Linked DNA regions of Oncorhynchus kisutch: region 1 is linked to region 2. Evidence: chromatin contacts called from public Hi-C data. All regions are on one chromosome and are shown on one strand. The core of a region is the stretch at or near the end of the contact, and the rest is flanking DNA. Distances in the headings are between cores, read along the strand shown.

Region 1 (3,633 bases), core at 345-2,844, 150 kb before region 2:
GGTAAGAAATTTTAGGTTGTAGTTATTATAGGAATTATAGGACTATTTCCCTCTATACCATTTTGTATTTCATTAACCTTTGACTATTGGATGTTCTTATAGGCACTTTAGTATTGCCAGTGTCAAGGCAGGTCGTTATCGCGTTGGACTAGTTAACTGTAAGGTTGCAAGACTGGATCCCCCGAGCTGACAAGGTGAAAATCTATCTTTCTGGCCCTGAACAAGGCAGTTAACCCACCGTTCGTTCCTAGGCTGTCGTTGAAAATAAGAATGTGTTCTTAACTGACTTGCATAGTTAAATAAAGATTAAATAAAGGTGTGAAAAAAGAAAAGAAAATCGGCAAAATCGGTGTCCAAAAATACCGATTTCCGTTTGTTATGAAAAATTAGGGCCGATTTCAAGTTATCGGCCATTCCGATTAATCGGTCGACCTCTACTCTGAAGTTTCTAAAACTGTTTGAATGATGTCTGTGAGTATAACAGAACTTATTTGGCAGGCGGAACCCCGTGGACAAACCATCCAGGAAAAAAATGTCACTCTCATTTCAATGGGTTTTCATTGGGAATCTAGAATTCTAAGACAGTTGCTTGCAATTCCTATCGCTTCCACTGGATGTCAAGTCTTTAGAAATTGGTTGATGTTTTTCCTTTGTGTAATGAAGAAGTAGCCCTGTTCAGAACAAGGGTCGAGTGAACTGTACTGTTTGATAGAGGTTTGTGACCTGAAAAGCACGCTCCACTTTGTTTTCCTCCGGTATTGAACGTAGTTTATCCCGTCTTAAATTTGATCGATTATTTACATTGAATACCTAAAGTTCTATTAGGAAAGTTGTTTGGACAAAGAATACAGGTAACTTATGAGATATTTTGTAGTCATGTTGCGCGAGTTGGAACCGGTGTTTTTCTGGAGCAAACGTGCCAAATAAATTTACATTTTGGATATATAACAACGGAAATAATCGAACAAAAGGACCAGTTGTGATGTTTATGGGACACATTTGAGTGCCAACAAAAGAAGATCTTCAAAGGTAAGGCATGAATTATATAGTTTCGTGTCGCGCCTGGCGGGTTGAATTATGATTGTCTGTCTTTGTTTGATGGGGTGCTATCCTCAGATAATAGTATGGTTTGCTTTCACCGTGTCAATTCTGCACTGAGACAGACCACAAGACTCATGACACTGTCCCTCTAGAGGAAGAGCGTGGAGAGAGGAAGGCTCAGCTGAGGACGACTGAGGCAGAAGTGCAGCAGATGATCCAGGAGAGACTGAAGAATGTTCAAGAAATCAAACACTCAGTAGATCTCAGCAAGAGAGAGGCAGAGCGAGAGAGATCAGACAGTGTACAGGTCTTCACTGCTCTGGTGCGCTCCATTGAGAGAAGTCAGGCTGAGCTCATTGAGGAGAAGCTGAAAGCAACATAGAGGCAGGCTGAAGGGCTCATTAAAGAACTGGAGCAGGAAATCACTGAGCTACAGAGGAGAAGCACTGAGCTGGAGCAGCTCTCACACACTGAGGACCACCTCCTACAGAGCTTCCCATCCCTGTGCACCCCTCCACCCATCAATAACTGGTCTGAGATCAGTGTTAATAGTCATCTGTGTGTGGGGACTGTGATGAGAGCTGTATCTCAACTGGAGGAGACACTGAATAAACAGATGGAGAAGCTGCCTGAAGTCAAACTGAAGAGGATTCAGCAGTATGCAGTGGATGTGACTCTGGATTCTGATACAAGATTGACACATCCCTACCTCATCATGGCTGAGGATAGAAAACAAGTGAAACATGGAGATACAAAACAGGATCTCCCCGACAACCCAGAGAGGTTCAATCTTGATGTCTATGTATTGGGAAAGGAGGGCTTCTCCTCAGGTAGATTTGACAATGCGGTGATGGTTAAAGGAAAGACTAAGTGGGATTTAGGAGTGGCCAGAGAGTCCATCAACAGGAAGGGGGATATCACACTGAGTGCTGAGAATGGATACTGGGCTCTGTGGCTGAAGAATGGAGAATACGAGGCTCTTGCTAAACCCAGTGTCCTGCTCTCCCTGAGAGGGAGGCCCCAGAAGGTGGTGTTTGTTGATTATGTGGAAGGTCAGGTCTCCTTTTATGATGAGGAGGCCAGGTCTCTACTCTTTCACTGGCTGCACCACTGATAAACTCTATCCATTTTTCTGCCCGTCTTAATGATGGTGAAAACTCTACCTCTCTGATCACCTCTCCTGTCAATGACACTGACTGAGTTTAACCTTAAAGTATAGTTGATGGGCATTCTTTGGAGGAGACTGCAGTGTCATATGAATGTCACAAATGGTTGTTTATGTCCTTATACTCAATGATATCTAGTCTCTCTCATTGTTGTTATGAAAAATCAAAGCAGTAAATGTATCCCCACTCCCTAAAACGTTGTAATAAATAATTCCTTAATAAAATGCTTATAGAAAAGGGTTTCTAGGGCATTTATTTTCCGTATTTACATGTAATGCCATAGCCACTCTCTTTCACAGGGGACAATGAGGAATTCTCTCTTTCTCTCAATGCTATTTATAGGAATGATATACTTCTCCTTTAAAGTAGCTTGAATCAGGGGAACTTAATACTTAGTCTGTGGTTGTGGTCTCCCATTGTGCTAGTGGTAAGTCCTCGCATTGCTTTCCATGTCTTTACTACTTCATCCAGTAACTTGTGTCCGAGATGGGATATTGCCTTTGTTTCAAAAGGGAGAGATTTGCCGTGGTTGTCCTGGGAGAGGACTTGAAACAAGGTGCATAGGCATGCTTCCCAAAGGAGGGGGTTGCAACTATCCACCTCATTTTCAAACATTGCTATGGGCACAGCTAAACAACGGAAGTGATACATTTGACTTCTTCTGCTTTACTGCAGTGCAGCATTGGCAACCTCTGTGGGTGACTATTGCCAGATTAAATTATTTTAAGGAGTCAATTTAGAGCATAAAGGAGTCAATTTAGAGCATAAAAGTCAAGTAAGCCATATGTCATATTTAATTAATTCACATTCGCTAACATTAGCTAGGCCTACTAGTTCTGTTGCGATAACGTTAGTTGTGTCAGAGTTAAGGGCCATGCACACCTGTATTTGGGGAGTTTCTCCCAGTCTTCGCTGTAGATACTCTCAAGCCCTGTCAGGTTGGATGGGGAGCATCAATGCATAGATATTTTCAGTTGTCTCCGGAGATGTTTGATCTGGTTCAAGTCTGGCATCTGGCTGGGCCACTCCAGGACATTCAGAGACTTGTCCCGAAGCCACTCCTGCTTTGTCTTGGCTGTGTGCTTAGGGTCGTTGTCCTGTTGGAAGGTGAACCTTCAACCCAGTCTGAGGTCCTGAGTGCTCTTGAGCAGGTTTTCATCAACGATCTCTCTGTACTTTGCTTCGTTCATCTTTCCCTCGATTCTGACTAGCCTCCCAGTCCCTGCCAATGTTGAATATCCACACCACATGATGCTGCCACCACCATGCTTCACCGTAGGGATGGTGCCAGGTTTCTTCCAGACGTGATGCTTGGCATTCAGGCGAAGGAGTTCAATCTTGGTTTCATCAGACCAGAGAATCTTGTTTCTCATGGTCTGAGGGTCTTTAGGTGTCTTTTGGCAAACTCCAAGCAGGCTGTCACGTG
Region 2 (3,550 bases), core at 919-3,418:
TCCCAGGCAGTCTAACATTCCGGAACCAGAGGAGCGCTCCTCGGACTTCCGTGTGCCGTGAACTGTTATGGGAAGACCAGAGGGGTTCAGTCTGTCATGTTCCTAGGCTGTATTGTGTGTGTGAGTGGGGGGAGGGGTGGTCAAGAGAGAGAGAAATAAGCACAGTTACACACCGAAATGTCAGACATTGTCCATTATTCACTTAAGCAATGGGCAGACAGAACCAGACAGAACAGTTTTAGGCTACTGGAATAGTGTGCAGTTTGGTTCACCTGCCGGCAACCTCAGATCAGGCTTAATTTGCCAGACCACTCAGTTCACTTGCCTCTGGCAATAGGGCAACCCTTAATGTCAATCCCTGGTCTCACCCACATAATCGCTTCATACTCCCAAACACACAACCTCACTACCTTTAAACACACCACACATCTGCTCCACCACCACTGACACACACACACACACACACACACACCATCTTACACGGGGCTTTTTCTCACATGTCTGACATGTATTCTTCAAAAACAATTACATGCAACACTTTCAGATGTCCCCTCTTCTAAAACGAGATAGGTCCATGCATGCCTATACCCCTATGCCTGGGAGAGGCTCCCTATAGCAACCCCCTCAGCCTTTTGTCTTTGTGGATCTACAGAATGTCGCGGGGGAGTCATGCATCGCCGCTGGAAAGCATTTCTCCACATGCCCAAGTATCTGTGTGCGCACTAACGCACATATATTGGGGCTGTTTCCACGGTGATGTTTGATTAACGGAATAGGGATGACACGCATTACGGTGCAGTAGGCTAGTGATGAGAGCCCCGTCGCGGGTGTAGGCTACATCGATGACTCACAAGCGGGGACTCAGAAATTCCACCAAATTATGTGGAAGTACGGCGTGGCAATTAGAGTTTTACGCATTCATACTTGGTTCCTCTGTAGTACAATTTATTCGCTGATATTCCCCTTCCTTTAAAAAAAAATCCATTACCACTTGTTCACTATTCGGACACAACTTTGAATCAAAGGAGGGGAACCAATAAAGTATTACTGCAAAATCCCCTTTAACAATAATACGGTCACTTTGGCTGGGAAAAGTCTACATGGCACAATACCCTGTTATTATTATTTACATCACTATATTCCCTACTACCGCAAATAGAGACGTGGCCACATTGAAATAAAGCATAGCCAATGTATTCAAAATTAGTGAGGTAATTAAATCACACTTTTTTTTATTTTTGCCACCTCTCTGATCCTGGACCATGGCATGGAACAGGAGCTCAAATTAAACAGTTTCAGTCATGGGAGGAATTTAACAGCGTCACACAGTTGCTCAGAAATAATTTCGCGTTACTGTAAACCTGTTGTAGGTCAATATTGAGGCATTTTGCTGTTTGTACAGTGAGATCCTTGCGCGTCTGAAAGCAGGGCTCTTTGATTCATGGTACAGAGCCTATACTGTACGGCTGCTGCCGAACGGTGCCGTGGCAGTGGCACTGGGTCGACTTCAGCCAAACTGACTGGAGAGAGACAAAAAGAATCCATCCATACCAGCGAGAACGCCAGCGACTACAGGCGATGCGTACCGCAATCTCAAAACACACATGCCGTGCTCGTTTCCCAAGAGATTACTGACTCTGGCACAATAGCCTATACGATCAATTGCATAAACGCACAATCTATGCGATAGTGTTTGATCTAAAACAGGCAACACATTATTTCCCAACCTCGGCGACGCAGGATGGATAGATGGGTGTTGCAACCTTGTCATTGTTTATAAAATGCATGATTCAACATAGTCAACAAATACATCGATATCAACATGCCACAACAGAGTGGGCCATGGTCAGGACGTCACAGATCAATGAACACAACACACAACAAATTCGAGAGAGACAGAGACCCTACCTACCTGGTTGGAACATACTTTGGAAATAAAAGATGACCAGAATAAAAGATCCCAAACAAGTGGCGAGTACCATCCGGCATATTCTGCTCATCCTCATCAGCTCGAGCAGAGTCTGTTTCATGGCTGTCAGGGAATGACTGTGGCTGATTTTCTATGTGTAGGTCGGTAGGTCGGTCTGAGCACCGGGGCTTGTCGTGCGGTTGTGGTACTGATGGTGATACTCACTGCAATTGTCCGCTACTCAATGAGCTCAATGCTTTCGCTCTGGACTGTACTATTCGTCCCTACCTCCTAAACTACAGGGGAAGCAAGGCAACTATTCTGCCCCCTCTTGCAACAGAAAATGAGCGCGCCCAAACGCGATGAGCAACAGAGACGTGTAAAACAGAACCGCTATCTCACGTCGCACACTGAGAAATGAATGGTGTTATACCACATTGCTATATATTTATTTTTGAATGTGTCTAAATATGTCTAAGCGTTTCCCCCTGTAATACGATTATATATGGAAAGATTAATTATCACCATCTGAGTGAGTGACTGTGTAAGAGAAGTACTGTGTGGATTAATTTACATTCCCCTCACACCAAGAACATGCGAACACTAACAGAGAAGTAGATCGATGCTGCTGACACAACCCAGACATGGTGAAACTGTTCATTATAACAGAGATTACATAACGTAGGCTACTGTACAAACCGGCGTTCTTGTATGAAAATGGTTTGTGGATCAGTTTGTGAGTAAATGTGCGTAGCTCATTGAATTGCGCGCATCTATAGATTAGATATATGGTTCTTGTTCAAGTCCAGTGATGGGAATACCATATTTAGATATTTTAAATTCACACCAATCAATTGACTTAATTGAATTTCAATCAAATAATGTTGTCAAATCAGGCTAGTGAGAGTTATGAATTGAATATATTTGTATTACCTGAATATGACATGGCTAAAATTGACACATTTTACCCGTTGGACGTTGCCTTGCCAGTCTTGCAGAGGCCATAGAAGGATTCGTTATGCCAATGTGCTAATTCCTCAATAGTATGGGTATGGGTATTATAGCACCACCTAGTGTCAATGGTAGACAGATATATTTCTCAAAGTGGCCACAGAAAAGAGTTAGGGTTTTTGCCCTAGCACTACACAGCTGATTCAAATGATCAACTCATCATCAAGCTTTGATTATTTGAATCAGCTGTGTATTGCTAGGGCAAAAACCAAGACCTGCACCTGGGAGGGGGGCTGAGTTTGGGAAACCCTGCCATTGAGTACCACAGTGTGAGTCATCATCAGTGGCGATTTTAGCATGTAAATATTGGTGGGTAAAACTTATAAAAAAAGTTAACTAATTATGCATGCCAGCAAAGCCACTGCACAGCACAGTACAACACTAAACAATACATTAATTGCACTAAAATGGTGACAAACCATAATTTGCAAATAAATTCATTAACAATCCTACAATGTGATTTTCTGGATTTTTTCCCCCTCATTTTGTCTGTCATAGTTGAAGTGTACCTATGATGAAAATTTACAGGCCTCTCATCTTTTTAAGTGGGAGAACTTGCACAATTGGTGGCTGACTAAATACTTTTTTGCCCCACTGTATATATATTTTACATTGTTTGCAAACTGACAT

The links. A called contact is a pair of places that touch in the nucleus more often than the background predicts.
Region 1: a contact with region 2 is called in a Hi-C map of muscle, with 11 times the contacts expected there. The contact joins the promoter of LOC109896714 here to the promoter of chst11 in region 2. A contact is called at or near these places in 2 of 2 Hi-C or Micro-C datasets (liver and muscle).

Annotation. Positions count from the first base shown.
Region 1 is chrLG9:7,571,609-7,575,241 of Okis_V2, reverse strand. It overlaps LOC109896714 (zinc-binding protein A33-like), which reads left to right and starts at 1,594. Exons shown (of 1, transcript XM_020491031.2): 1 at 1,594-2,165. The coding sequence starts at 1,616. The coding sequence ends at 2,155. The region is part of intron 10 of LOC109896712 (solute carrier family 41 member 2); the gene reads left to right.
Region 2 is chrLG9:7,425,568-7,429,117 of Okis_V2, reverse strand. chst11 (carbohydrate (chondroitin 4) sulfotransferase 11) reads right to left here and starts at 2,168. Exons shown (of 4, transcript XM_031831716.1): 1 at 1,928-2,168. The coding sequence starts at 2,030.